Linked DNA regions of Mus musculus: all the other regions are linked to region 3. A link is a contact called in public promoter capture Hi-C data. All regions are on one chromosome and are shown on one strand. The core of a region is the stretch at or near the end of the contact, and the rest is flanking DNA. Distances in the headings are between cores, read along the strand shown.

What was found. Promoter capture Hi-C pulls out the DNA fragments that hold promoters and counts their contacts.
Region 1: a contact with region 3 is called in a promoter capture Hi-C map of 3T3-L1-derived adipocytes, with 3 times the contacts expected there. The contact joins the enhancer-like site here to the promoter of Prcp in region 3. A contact is called at or near these places in 15 of 39 promoter capture datasets (the 3T3-L1 cell line, 3T3-L1-derived adipocytes, the C10 cell line and 10 more), 1 of 15 datasets of contacts at CTCF or cohesin (large pre-B cells), 11 of 115 datasets of contacts at active chromatin or transcription factors (DN3 thymocytes, differentiating embryonic stem cells, embryonic basal ganglia and 7 more) and 2 of 9 other capture datasets (adipose tissue and liver).
Region 2: a contact with region 3 is called in a promoter capture Hi-C map of pre-B cells, with 2.3 times the contacts expected there. The contact joins the enhancer-like site here to the promoter of Prcp in region 3. A contact is called at or near these places in 5 of 39 promoter capture datasets (the C10 cell line, hematopoietic stem and progenitor cells, hippocampal neurons and 2 more), 1 of 15 datasets of contacts at CTCF or cohesin (large pre-B cells), 2 of 484 Hi-C or Micro-C datasets (muscle stem cells and olfactory sensory neurons) and 1 of 9 other capture datasets (liver).

The regions. Positions count from the first base shown.
Region 1 is chr7:92,540,285-92,544,712 of GRCm38.p6, reverse strand. No RefSeq gene overlaps it. Among named protein-coding and RNA genes, the nearest start is that of Ccdc90b, 19 kb to the left of the region's middle. Within about 2 kb of position 1,327, at least 3 of the 459 cell types and tissues checked have an H3K27ac peak or open chromatin away from gene starts, as enhancers often do. A contact at or near this core is called in 3T3-L1-derived adipocytes, where this site is marked.
Region 2 is chr7:92,425,349-92,430,088 of GRCm38.p6, reverse strand. It overlaps Dlg2 (discs large MAGUK scaffold protein 2), which reads right to left. Exons shown (of 23, transcript NM_011807.3): 18 at 2,348-2,398; 19 at 1,431-1,532. Among named protein-coding and RNA genes, the nearest start is that of Ccdc90b, 130 kb to the left of the region's middle. Within about 2 kb of position 2,163, at least 7 of the 459 cell types and tissues checked have an H3K27ac peak or open chromatin away from gene starts, as enhancers often do. A contact at or near this core is called in pre-B cells, where this site is marked.
Region 3 is chr7:92,873,727-92,878,770 of GRCm38.p6, reverse strand. It overlaps Prcp (prolylcarboxypeptidase (angiotensinase C)), which reads right to left and starts at 3,518. Exons shown (of 9, transcript NM_028243.3): 1 at 3,271-3,518. The coding sequence starts at 3,432. Ddias (DNA damage-induced apoptosis suppressor) reads left to right here and starts at 4,524. Exons shown (of 6, transcript NM_001355126.1): 1 at 4,524-4,630. It overlaps Gm40448 (a long non-coding RNA gene), which reads right to left and starts at 1,383. Exons shown (of 2, transcript XR_869796.3): 1 at 1-1,383.

The DNA.
Region 1 (4,428 bases), core at 78-2,577, 330 kb after region 3:
CTGCCTCCCAAGTGCTGGCATTAAAGGTGTGCGCCACCACACCCAGCTTATTCTTTTCTTTTTCATAAGATAGAGTGAAGATGGAGGTGGGAACAGGGGCATGATCCACCATCTTCTTTCCTGGGGACTTCATTTTACCACGCCTCACCATTTGGTTAGATCATTGACATTCTCCTTACAGTAGCTGTGAATCACAGTCTGCGCCAATAAAAACTCAAGTTAGTTCATGGTCTGGATGTCCAGGGTGGTTTGCAAGTGGTCAAAGTGAATAACATAGACATCTGTAAATGCCAATAGTATACTGTAGAGATGTGGAATGAATTGCTTTCACTTATAGTGATTGAAGATTTGTAGTACAGGTAGCATTTTAGCTGGGCCATGGTGGATAGGCAGGATATTAACAAGGCAGGAGAGCAGTATGGAGTATCAGAGTAAGGGAGGCCATGTCAGAGACATGAGGGAGGTCAGATATTCATGAAGCTCTGGATGGAGAGCTGAATGAGAGATAAAGCTGGAATGCTGCTAACTCCACAATTCCCTTGATAAACAGCATTCTCATTCCCAACAGTTGCCTGTAGGTAGCATTTTGTAAGCCAGGAATGACAGCATCTATTTGAAGACACAGGTAAAGTCAATGGAAAACTTGTGTGTTTTGTAATCTTTATGGAAGACAGGCTGATTATGATTTGCAATGTTTCTGGTTCATGGTAGATTAAAGTCCATCACCTCTAAGGACATTTGTCACTCTTGATTCATGAATTAGAAGATGCACAGAGTAGTGCTCAGTGGACAACATAGAACAAATATGAAAAATGCCTTTCAAGTATTCATCCTCAACATGTGTATCTTCCCTCTAAGCCCCCTAGAGACACAAGCATCTCCTATATAAAATTAGATTAGCTATCTCTGATTAATAGTGACTACACAATTTATTGTTTCTCTAAAAGGGAAAAGACAATAGCCCAGGTTCCAGCCCAGGATCTGAAGCAGAACAAGTTCACAATAGAGCTTGGGTAAACCGAGCCACAAGAAAGCATAAAGGAGTTACCAGTTGTAGGACTAATTTTGGAATGTGCAAGACGGGAGCATAGGAGAGACTGTGCGGCATCATTTAGAGAGTGTACTCAGAAATGGCAGAATCTGTTCCACTTGCCTCAGTGGGAAGTTTGAGAAAAAGCATTTATGGACCACAGAATTGCTGGAAGCAACAAAGACGCAGAACTTAATCTGAGCTTCCAGGAATCATTACCCAGAATCACACTGCAGCATTTAAGCTTTCACCCAGTCAGGAAGCGGCTGCTCTGCTCTGCTCTGGAACCAAGTCAGCTCAATTCCAATTTATGTGAAATATGTGATGGCTCACACTGTGTCTCTTTCTCCATCCAACTCAGCTCTGAACGTAAGTCTCAAGCCATCACATTTGACTAGAGGAACTAGATCACACTCAGTTTATGTTCCAGGAGGTTTGGGAAGTTGTGCTTCTACTGTTGTTGTCTTACCCGACGCAGTAGAGTAGCCTGGATAAGCTGTTTTCCAGTGTGTGCCACAGTTAAGCTGCAGGAAGTCTCTAGGGGAGATATTGGGAAACTCACTCTTTCTTACACAGCAATAGTTCCTGGAGAAACTGTGCTGCCTAGAGCCCGAACCAGGAGTCCCTGCCCATGGGGTAACTAGTAGTCCCTCAAAACAACACAGGGATGGTTAGAAGGAAAATGATATTCTTGTCTCAGGGCAACTTGCTTCAGAGACTAGGAGAGGATGACATTTCAAGGAGACAAGTGGTACCTTCAACCTCCATCACTGGGAGACAGAAGAACACCATTCAGTGGTGAACTGAAAGTGGACCAAGAATGAAATTTTATCATTTAAGCAAAAAAAAAAAACTCTCTCTCTCTCTCTCTCTCTCTCTCTCTCTCTCTCTCTCTCTCTCTCTGATACAGAGATCAAATAGGGATACATGAGCCCTATTTGTCCTGGAATTTGAAAGGTAGACCAGGATGGCCTTGAATTCACAGAGACCCACCTTCCTTAGCCCCCCAAGTGCTAGAATTAAAGGTATGCACCAGTACTCAGGGCCTTTGAAAGATTCTTAAAGTTAGAAAGAACTGGGAAGTTAGCTAGTCCTCCTGAAATGATGGAATATCTCTTAATAGTGATTGAAGTTATTTTTAGCTTTATCCAGATTCTTAGTTTATTTTTTAGTTTTGGGTTCTCATTTTCCAGGTCAATGCTCAGTGGCAGGTTGCCTTCCAGATAAAATATGCGAACAGGTGCAAGAATAGAAAAATTTAGTAACAGCAGAGTTTAAAAATGTTAATGAAATCAGGACACAAAAGAATCATAGGAGTTTGGTTCTCTCAAAAGCTTAGTCAACTTGTCAGGTATTTAAGCCTGTGGGAAAAATGTGACTCTGAGCTGGGAATCCTCTCTGGAAGACATAAGATGGGAAAGTTCTCCTCGCAGGAGGAAAATCAGTTGAGGGTACTGCGTCAGTCACAAAGGAACGGGTGTAAGAGAGGTCCTTTATAAAGGGATAAATAATTTTTCTACTCCATTTATTTTTCCTGCTTGGTAATTCTGGAGAGTCTCTGGGTTGACAGCCGAGTCCATGTCCAGAGAGTGTTCTTCTCTTGCTTTTGATGGATACAAGTACTCATGGAGGCTGCAATGAAGTGGCCTTCTCATAATTTGTGTCAGCTCTGAAGGCCAATAGTAAGCACCAATAGTAAGTGCCTACCTGTCAACCTTCCAGCCATAGGAGGTGGTGTGGAAACAAGAGAATGAGATAAAATGGAAGAAAGAAAGAGTCTTGTGATGCAGCTTAGAGTATAGGAGTGGTACTATTAGAAGCTGTGGCCCTGTTGGAGTAGGTGTGGCCTTGTTGGAATAGTTGTGTCACTGTGGGAGTGAGCTTTAATACCCTAGTTCCAGCTGCCTGGAAGTCAGTCTTCCACTAGCAGCCTTCAGATGAAGAAGTAGAACGCTCAGTTCTGCCTGCACCATGCCTGTCTAGAAGCTGCCATGCTCCCACCTTGATGATAATGGACTGAACCTCTCAACCTGTAAGCCAGCCCCAATTACATGTTGTCCTATATAAGACTTACCTTGGGTATGGTGTCTGTTGACAGCAGTAAAACCCTAACTAAGACAGGTTGGCCTCAAACTCACTCTCCTCCTGCTTAATCTCAAGAATGTATGATTACAAGTATGTGCTATCAGGCCCAATGTACAATGTAGCACTTATTGAATAGACATGTGAACATAAGGAAAACATATATGTAGTAAGCTCAGTCCTGGAGTCTAGGGAAAATGAAAAGATAAGGTACTACTTTGTGGTAGAGGGGCTATCAGTAATGTAGAGTTTAAATAAGGAGACCTGGTGAATCTAGCGCCTCAGTGGTAAGACTTTGCTATACCATAAGCTGAGTTTTCCTTGTCTCTTTATTTTTGGATCAGTTTAGGCCACAGTTGCATTCCTTAGCTGGAAATTTTATAGATTATTTTATTTTGTGTGCAAGTGTTTTACTGTATGTATATATGTATATATGTATATATGTATGTGCCACATGTATGTCTGGTGCCTGTGAAGGTCAGGAGATGGGGGTTGGATCTCATAGAGCTGGCATTATGGATGATGGGTACTGGGAACTGGTCCTGGGTTCTGTGCAAGAGCAATATGTGCTCTTAACTAGTGAGCCATCTCCTCAACCCCTCATCTGGGGTTTTTTAAAGCAACTTTTTGATGAGAAGACAATTTGCAAAAGTTTGGGCAGAGACACTGGCAATGCCTGCAGGTGTTATTATTGGTGGGCCTGTGGAAATGGTGCCCTTGGAGCCTGGATAGAAGTCGGAGCTGTGTAAGCTTTGCCTGAGAATAATGGCAGCTATAGAGGAAGGGCAATGTTGCCAAAATGAGTGTAAGAAGGAGAGGTGGGACATGTGGAAGAAATAAGTTCCAAGGCATTTCTTTCTTTCATCTTCAGCCTTTTGCTAGTTGTTCTGTTCATTACTGTGAACCTAGGCAGAAGCCAGAGAGTAATGGTCCATAGTGGTGCCTCACAGAGACTAACCACGAGTGATGTCAGGGCAGAGAAGAATGGAGAATGGGTCGCTAATGAGAGTGAGAGCAAGTGAAGAATAACCAGCATGGCACTCTTGAGCTTTCTCTCTTAAATATTAGATTCTCGTATTGTTCTCTAATCAAGTTCCAGAGAGAAAACAAGGTTGGCTTAGGTAATTACTACTGTTCCTTTCTGTGTATAGTTTTTCTTTGCCAGAATCTGGATTACTTACTCTTGAGTAGTTGTTTTCAACTTCCAAAAAGTTCTGTCAAGAAGTGGGAAAGATAGATCTGGAGTTTCAGAGTCTGATCTCTTCCCCCAGTACAGAGTCTTGGAAGGGTATTTTTTTATTACATATTTTCCTCAA
Region 2 (4,740 bases), core at 914-3,413, 450 kb after region 3:
TGTTTCCCAGATTCCCCCCCAGAAACTCCCTATCCCTTCTCCCCTCCCCCTGCTTCTATGAGGGTGTTCCCCCATGCACCCACCCACTCCTGCCTCCCTGCCCTCAAATTCCCCTACACTGGGGCATTGAGTCTTTGAAAGACCAATGCCCTCTCCTCCCATTTATGCCCGACAAAGCCATCCTCTGCTACATATGCATCTGGAGCCATGGCTCCCACTATGGGTACTTCTTGGTTGGTGGTTTAGTCCCTGGGAGCTCTGGGGTGTCTGGTTGGTTGATATTGTTGTTCTTCCTATGGGGTGGCAAGCCCTGTCAGCTCCTTCAGTCATTTCTCTAACTTGCTATATAGCTTTAAAAAGAATATATACCCAACCTTCAAATCAGTTTTTCTAAATATTTATCTTAAAATTGATCAAAAGGTAAATAAATATATCACTATAGTGATTTATAACACATAATTATATTTTATTCTAGCCCACTATATTAAAAAGGAAAGGACATTTAAAAGGTCTATACATTTTTTTGTGAATATAATTACTTTTAGTCATTATATAACATCTTAGATTTAAAGATTTAAATACATGAAAATGTACTGGAAAGAAGAATGATTTTATTTCTGGGTATTAAGTGGGATTATGTATATTTTTCAGCTTCTTGGCTAACTTTTTAAAAAATTCTGTCATATAAGTAATATAAATTCTGTCATAAATAATCAATATGTATTTATTACTATAGAACTGTGCAATTGATGAAAGAAAAATGGAAAAAGAAATCGGAACGTGTGTGCAGGGCACAGGGGGAAATGTAATAAGGTTTACGTTCCTCTCATTTAGTTCTCTGTGGCAGCTCAGCTGGGCAGATGCTTCGAACAAGCTTTCCCTTAGCCCTTCCCACCTAACGATGATATATATTATATATTATACACAATATTAATATATACTATATAATATAGTATAAATATATAATATATAAAATCCTTGATAACCTGGGACTGTGAAAACACACAAGAGCAAAGCTGCTTGGCTTAAGGACTGATACTTTGTATTAAGTCATTCAGAGACAATTTCAATGTCTGGTTTCAATTTCAATTTTGCTTCTTATTACTCCTACAGATCCTACAGTGGCATTTCAACCAATCTAGGAGAACTCAGAGGCTTATAAATAGCTTGTTGTTTGTTTTAAGTGTTAGGAGAGTTTTCAGGATGTCTTATCTTCTGGGGATGGAGGTCAGTCCTTATCAACAGAAAACATTATGTGTGACAGCCCAGATGAAAAGAGCTGGGCGGATCCACCAAGTCCAGTGTTCAGATAATGGGCAACTGATGACATGCGAATCACACCAGAGATTCTTCTCGAAAGGGCAGGATTATATTTGATCATCCACCAAGGATTCCAGCTTTAGCCCACAGAAGAGAAAAGCGATACTTACGAGGCACACAGGAGCCAAATTTATCAGGAAATTCAGATATCAAGTCATCATTGATTCGATCCTTCATGGGGCCCAGGATAATCACTGGCCGCGTGTAGTTTACTGTAGACAGAGAAAGGAAAATGCAGGTGAGGAGGGAGATTTAAAACCCTGCAATACGGATGCAGTCCTGCACTTCTGCAGAAGTGATTCTTTATGGCAAACTGCCAGCAACTAAGATGCGCTAAGGCCTTAACCTGGGGTAAATTACCCATAAAGCCCTGCATACAGAAATGCATGTTTAGCCCTCAGCATGTTGACTCTGCTGCTTTCTGGAATTGACTAACAGAGAATAAAGCAGCTACAGCAGCTGCCAATGAAAAGGTTTAGGAGTTTTCTTTCTTACAGATTTTAACTTTGAGTCAAAACACCTAGATTTAGGGAACCTAGGAGAAAAGACAAAACAAAACAACCATGTTTTCAGCCATTGTTACCAGTAGAGACACTTCATGGGTCTGTACTCATTAGGGGCTTCCCGATTCTTTTGTGTTTTAGAAGGTATTTTAGTCTATTTGGTGTAACTCCCCAGCTGATGCTTCCATTTTCTCTGTAACATCTCTATAGGTCACCATCAGCCTCTGTATGAATGTCTCCAGACAGACAGACAGACTCAGACTCCTGAGGCAGTCTGCAGGTGGCCTGCTTCTGAGCTCTGCTAGGGAAACTGGGCTGGCAGCAGCTGCCCTGAGCTCTTCCCAGCCACTCCTCCAGCTTAGGTCCGTAAGTGATTTGAATATGTGCCTTCTTATTGAGACCACCACAGGACTGTTCTGTCCTCCTGGGAGCAGTTGCTGAGCCTGTGTCTGAGTATTAAGCAGAGTTTGGTGTCACCTGTCATAGCCTGGAAATCGGGAACATGGGCATGTCAGGAAACTTACTTTCCTGCCTCGTGACAGGTTCATAGGAAAGAATGAGATCTTCTTGTCCTCCTGAGAAGAAAAGAAAGGAAAATTACAGTTGACAAATGACCAGCCACCCCGAGAGCTACAGTTCCTGCTTCAAAACGCAGGAAATGCACAGTTGAGGGTTAAGTTTCCTTGTGCTCTCTTCTTGAACCATTCAAAATTCCCTCCATCTTCATAAAACTCTGGTGTCTAGTTATCGCACAGTTGTAACTGTGTGATAATGGGCTGCTAGCCCTCTGCAGTGGGGCAATGAAGAGAGTGCTTTTTTATCTGACATTAGAAACGGAGTGCCATGCCTCCACACCAAGCATTATGAATAAAGCCACTTAGGAATGGGTCCATCCAATAATTTTCAAGCTACTTTGTTAGAATTTCTGATTCTTTTAATTAATCTCCCATTTTATTTTTCTAAGCATGTGGTCCAAGAGCAAGTGTCTATTTCATTTAAGACATAGAAACTTTGTCAGACTATTATTACAGGATGCTAGAGGTTTCGTCTAACACTGAGTCACCAGCAAGGTGTCTTTGGTCAGTTAAATTGGATTCAAACAGAGGACACTGAGGCTATAGCTGTGGGGTAGAGCATGAACTTAGCAAGTGGGAGACCCTGCTTCCAGTCCTGGTCTCTGCTCCAACTCGAGAAATGTGTCCTAGACTGTTAGGATCACTGCTACTTGTCTTGAAGCTTCAGGATGGGAACTAAGGGCAGCAATGCTTTTCTAGGATTCATTGCATGTCCTGTGCTTCAGGGTTGACCTTGAGTCAACTTTGGCAATAGTTTTAAATCAAATTTATGCACTAGATCAACTAGTTGCTCAGGGGTTGTCTCAGCTCAGCTGCAAATCCCAGATGTTCTGCTCTATATTTGTATTAGGTTTAGTGTTGAACAACCTTGGTGTGAGGATAGGTTAGGGATGTTGAAAACAATTCAGTATCTGTTGGAGGAGGTTTGGGGTGGGAGATTGTCTTGTCCAAGGCCGAAAGACAGTGAATCTCATTGCTTTATACTGTACTAGAGAGTCTATAGGTTGACCATCCCAGACATACTTAGTCTGTGATACTTAGTCTCTCTTTCATAGCTTCAGCACCAGGGGAAAGGGAGCTGTTTTCACAAAAGGTGGTAACTGCATGGATGGCTTAGATACCTGCATCTGACTTAGGTAGTTCTTATGATATGTTACTGGAGCCTTGGTAGTGGTAAGAAATGACTGCCAACCTAAGTCATTCTTTACATCTACCTTGAAGAGAACTTGCTGTTGGGATTGGCCCTGCTAGGCCACCCTATATTCTGAAGGTACAATAAGACTCAAAGTCTTTCCTAAATGGCACATGCCCACACTTGCCCTGGAAATGCTTAGGAGGCATCCTTAAGTCTGAGAAAAGGGGGCTGGTGTGGGACCATTCAGGATTTTGTGTATTCTGAGAAAGAATGATTCCCTGCAACTAAATTAAACTACACAAAATCAGAGTTTAGATGGGAAAAAAAAAAAAAACCAGACTGATACTAAAGCCCCAATCTTCTGATCTGGAGATCCATTGCCATTCACAAGATGGGTGGAAAAATGTACAGAGAAAAGGTTGGAGTGAGAGTAGCATGGGTCCTTAATGGTGGCAACAGACTCCAACTTTATAGGGAAGGCTTGGGAACTATCACCAGAGTCCTGATAGTGAGATAAAGCTTCAGGTGTCAGGTGGTCGTTGTCAGAGTCTGACCTCTACACTGGTCAGAGCTCAAAGGCACAGCCCCATCCATCACGGTGATTCCAGCGCTCAAGGATGACAGAGAACTCACGCTGTGATTTCCGTTGTGAAAAACAAGATGAGTAATGAGTGCAGGGAAAGGTTCTGCTCTGCGTGTCTGTGAATACAATCCCTTCACTTTGGGAAATACAGTTTCCTCTAAATAACCGCAACACGTCACGCTTCTGTCTGAATCTCTTTCCAGTCATGCTGCAGATCACCCGAATGGGATCTTCCGGACACGAATCTTAAGTCACATCTGATGTCACTCTGTGTCGCGTGTGGTTCAGAAAACCGGGACAAGCACAGCTTTTCTTTCATGAGAGAATTATTTGTCCACTGTTTTGTGGTATGCTTCTTACGGAGGGAACTGGTTTTCATTCAGAGCAGTAGTGCTGGCAGGGGGTATCGTGTCATTCTCTGTGATTGTTATGGCCCTGTGCAAGATGTACACTGTGTGTGCATCAGAAGCTGGCAATGAAGAGAGAGAAAAGTGCATGTCTCCATGCCATTCTTGAGGGCCTTTGCTTTCCCATCACTGGCTTCTTGTTTCCACAAAATTTCTTGGGTAATTGGTACTCTGGTGACCCATTTTATAGATGGAGAAGCTGAGGTTCAAGCCTTTA
Region 3 (5,044 bases), core at 2,269-4,768:
CTGTTGTGCTCACCCACAACTAACTGAGAAGCTGCGGGAAGGGAGGCCTGCAGGAGCTGACAGCCATGAGGTCCACACTGGAACAAGACAAAGAGTAACAGAAACACGGAGCAGAAGTTAAGAGGAATAGCTGGGTGCGAATGACCAGCAGTTTCCAAAAGAGGCATAATGCAGACAACTAAACAGATGACGTATTCAAGCTGAAACGAGAAGAGATAAGAAACTCGGGGAGATAGAAGCAAAGGTTGGAGAGAGCCCTCTGCACACAGGTAGAATTAAGAAAGCTGGCAAAGCAAAGCTGTTCCTTGTGCTTGGGGTTGTGGTGACCCTTGGTTCTCTTCCTATTTAAACATCTGCCTTGCTTGCTAAGGCAAATTGCACCTCTTGCCACCTATGGCTGGGATGATATGTTGTCTTGGAGCTGTGTTATATATTTAAGAATAAACTTTCATTAAGAATGTGTGAGGACCTAGAAGATGGTGTAGTCAGTAAAGAGCCTGAGTTCTGAATCTCCCTCATATGCACACTCTCTAAAATACTGGGCATGCCCTTTGTCTATAATCCTAGGCCTGAGCACGCAGAGACAGGAAAATCTCTAGAACTCATTGGCCAGCTAGCCTAAATTCAGTGTGACCTCCTATCTCAAAAAGTTACTTGAGAAGCAATTAAGGAAGAAACTCTCTATCCACACATATATGCATATATATGTAACCGTATACACATGCAGATACCCACACAAATATATACATATACCACATAAATACACACAAAAACATACAAATAGGATGGAGATATAGCACAGTTGATGCTTGCCTAATACACACAAAGCCCTGGGTTTAATTCCCAGCACCACATTAATAAAACATGTCAGTAAAAATGTCTAAAAGTATAAACTCAGTACAATCCTAGAGTATAAAGTTTTGCTGAGTAAAATCAAATATACTACCTGTGATGATTTGAACAGGTATGGCCCCCATATACTCATGTGTATAAATGCTTGGCCCACAGGGAGTGGCACTACTATATAAGATAATAAGATATGGTCTTATTGGAGGTGTGGCCTTGTTCAAGAAAGTGTGGCAGTGGAGGTGGGCTTTGAGGTTATATATGCTCCAACTACTTATAGTCTCCTGCTGCCTGTTGATCAAGATGTAGAACTCTTGGCTCCTCCAGCACCATGTCTGCCTGCAGGCTGTCATACTTCCTGCCATGATGATAATGGACTAAACCTCTGAAACTGTAAGCCAGCCCCAATGAAATGTTTGCCTTTAGCAGAGTTTCTGTAAGCTGAGGGTGGTGGCACACACCTTTAATAAATAAATAAATAAACCCCTAAATAAACTCTATTCTATACAAAAAAAAAAAAAAAAAAAAAAAGAAAGAAAGAAAGAAAGAAAGAAAGAAAGAAAGAAAAAGAAAATTGGCCGGGAGGGAAATGCACCTGTCATGCAAACCTAAGAACCCGAGTTCAGACCTTAGCACCCACACGAAAAGTCAGTCATGGCTCCACACTTGCCTGTAACCCCACACTTGCCATGGGTGAAGGCCAGGCTTCCAGGTTCAATAAGAACATTCTCCAGTCTCTCATTCAAGGGAATAAGGCAGAGAGTGATAGCACAGGGCACCTCACATCCTCCTGTCCTTCATATGTGCACTGGTGAGTAACACACACACACACACACACACACACACACACACACACACACACACGGCGGGGGGGGGGGGGAGGAGAGAGGAAAATAAATTAGCATCATTCCACCCTTTACCCCTGCATTCTCTGGAAGCAGTATTCCCAGGGAGATTTTTAGAGACCGTATGTACTAAAGCTTCCCCCTCTAACTTTACTGCTAATAACTGGATGCTATGAAGAATTATATGTGTGTAAAAGAGGTTTCAGTACAAGGATTAAGAGTCGTTCCATAGGAAAAAGCCATGAGTTCGGCTTTGTTTTACAGTGTGGGCGGAGAGCAGAGCTACAGAAAAGAGGAAGTCCTAGAGTTCTTAACACAGCCTTCACTTCAGCTAGACAGCCATAGCTCGCTCCACAGAAAGGTTTTCCTAGGGAAAGCATAAAACTCCATGGTCCTGCCTCCAACTTCTCAACTTACAAATAAGCCGCTGTAGAAATTAAAGGGGCCGTTCCAGAAAGACTTCTGCTACCTCAGCTAAATTAAAATGTTTGCTTGCTTTCTTCCTTTCTTTTCTTTTCGTTTTTCTTTTTTTTTTGAAACCCAAACTTAAATTTCTAGGTCTTTTTTTTTTTTTTTTTACTTCAAAACTAAATTGTTCTACAACCCCATGTCTTCCCTCTTTCCCAAATTCCTACCTAGTCAAACGTCCCATCAATAAGCATGCCTCCATCGGTAACCTTCTATTCAGGGCAGCTACTCTGCTAGGGCTTATGGTTCTTAGCTGCTTCAGTTAGTCATCACTGCAACCTTCTGCAGTAAGCCAAGAAACTTGGCTCAGAAACTAACTGTAACTTGTCCAAGATCACAGAGTGAGGCCAGAATCCTGATGTGACTTCTAAAGCCAAGATCAGACGACTGTACTCTTTCTAATCCCAGTGCCTTGTGCATTCAGGCCTCAGAGACTCCTAGAACTATAGAATTATATAGCCTTGTCATTTCAGAGGACACAGGTACTTTTCATTCAGACCTATAGGGTAATGACCTATGGTCTCATGCTGCCACCAAATACAAAGGCATTGGAGAAGCCTGTCTTAAAACTGTGAACTCAAGTTCAAGACCAGAGAGACCTGATCCTTGCACTCACTTCAGATGGGGATACAGACCTTTTAGCCTCTAAAGGTAACATTTCAGCTGAGAGAAGCAGTTTAGTGAAGCGATACATTCTTATGTAATGGGTACATCTGAATTTGTGTTGAGAGACCTAAAGGTGAAGGTTAGCCTCCATACCTAAGAATTTGAGGTGAGAGGTATGGGGTCAAAGGTTAGTCTCCATAATCTGGTTTTGGCCAAGGTAAACAAAGAGTTTAGATTGAGGCATTTCCTAAAATGAAGAGTTAAAAATATGTATCCTGGACCTCCAGAACTGGAGGGATAAATTTCTCATGGTCTCTGTTGGGAAACACTCGAATAATTAAGGCTTAAGACCACCCTCCAGAAAATGTGAACTAAAACCAAGTCAAGTCCTAAGTATCAGAGTCTGAATTTTGGAGTGGGCGGCGGTGCTCCAACAGCCAAGCAAGGTATGGGCGGGCGGTTGGGACGTGGGACCTAGAACCCTTACTCCCCAGCCTCTGCTTACCTTCTGTTCGAAGTAAAGAACTGAGTATTTACGGGCTACAGCAGGGTCGGGTGTGGGACTGGCTGACAAATGCGGGCTGCCGAGGGTCTTTAGCCTAGGCGGGATGGTTGTGGCGGCCCCGAGTAATAGGAAAGACAGGAGCAGGAGAGCCCGGCAGCCCATGGCTGGGGATGGCAGCCACAGTGTGGGCGACTAAAGAAAGAGAGCCACCAGCAGAAGCGCAAAGACTAAGCCGGGCCCAGCTCGTAGCTCCGCCCGCTGCAGACCAGCTCCTCCCCCGGGAAACCTAAAACCAGGCAGCTCCTGGCCCCAAAGGCGTTGCCTCCACACTTGCCACTCGCCATCCTCCTTCTCCCCGCCCACCTCCACTGAGGTCACACTCTACGTCGGCCTTTACTACGCAGGGTTTTGCCCCATCCTTATCTATGGCTCCCCAAGCCCTATCGCTACCCTAGGTTATGCCATATCCCCGCCTTTATTGCCACCATCACACTGTCCCCGCAACCTCAGTCCCACGTAACACCCCAGCTCTCCGCAAATCCCTTATAATGGCACGGGGCGGGAGGAGGAGGGAGGGAGAGTGAGTCTATTGTCACCAGGCATGACGGCACACACGTGACCCACACTCAACCAGAACAGCAACCTTCCAGACGGAGTTGGACTCTCCCCTCTACTTAGGTGAGGAAACAAGTACAGGGACTCGATGCTGGGCCCCTCAAGTAGCAGGAAATGGAGCGAGGTTCACAGATCGCTCTGCCCCCTTCCTTGTAGGCCGTTCGGGCTCTTCGCCTCTGTTGTTCCCGCCTAAGCAGCCCCACCGGTGTTCAGTTCTCGGGTCACCCCCATCGTCCGCATTGCCCGCACGACCCGTCCCTCCTGTGGCCGCTGGGTGTTGCGCGCAGACTAAGCCTTCTCTAAGCCTCGGTAATCCATCCATGCTCCGCGATGGCGACTCCCTCTACAACAGCGCCCCCTCCTGTCCAGCCCGCGGCGCCAACTTTCATCCGCTCCCACGCCCTCGGCGTCCGTCTGAAGCCACTCCTTCCCACGCCTCGAGCCTTCCCGGCTTCCCTCGCACTTCGCCGAGAGAACTACCGCTCCACCAGTCGATGAAGAACGACCCTCGAAACCCACAGCTACCCCTAGCTTTACAAGAAGGGTCGCTTGCCCGGGGGTGGGTGGTGGGGTGGGGACACGCCCTGCAGGGCGTTTTCTGATTGGCTCTCCTGAAAGTCCGTCAAGACGGTCCTTCCGGCGGAAGAGGACGCGGGAGATTCGATTGCTGGCGTTTGGAGAGCGGCGGACCGAGCGGCCGGAGGGCGGAGCGGTTGCCCGGGCTTGTCTGTGTCCTTTGCCTCAGGTGAGACGCTGAAAAAAGGAGTTCTTGGGGGGCTCTAGGTGGAGAGACTCCTGACGAGGCGCTGTAACCTTGCACTCCGTATGGATTGATTTCAGGACTTCTGGCCGTAAACGCCGGCTACGAGGTTAAACGGGAAAGTCAATACTTTTCATGTTCCTTGGCGAAGGTTTATCAGCACTTTACTGTTGCTGCGGATCCCCAAAAACCCAGAAAGGAAAGGGCTCGACTTTCAACGGGGGCATAAAACTATGTCAGCAGGTTACTGTGCTAGGTGCTGGCAAAGATGGTTTGTTTTATTTTTTTCAGATGACTTTGACTGCCCAGAGAAAGTATTTTACTGAGTAATGTACGCAGTCCAGAAATTGAAAGGTTTCTATTTTCCCTGCTCTCACGAACCCACACCTGAGATCCAAA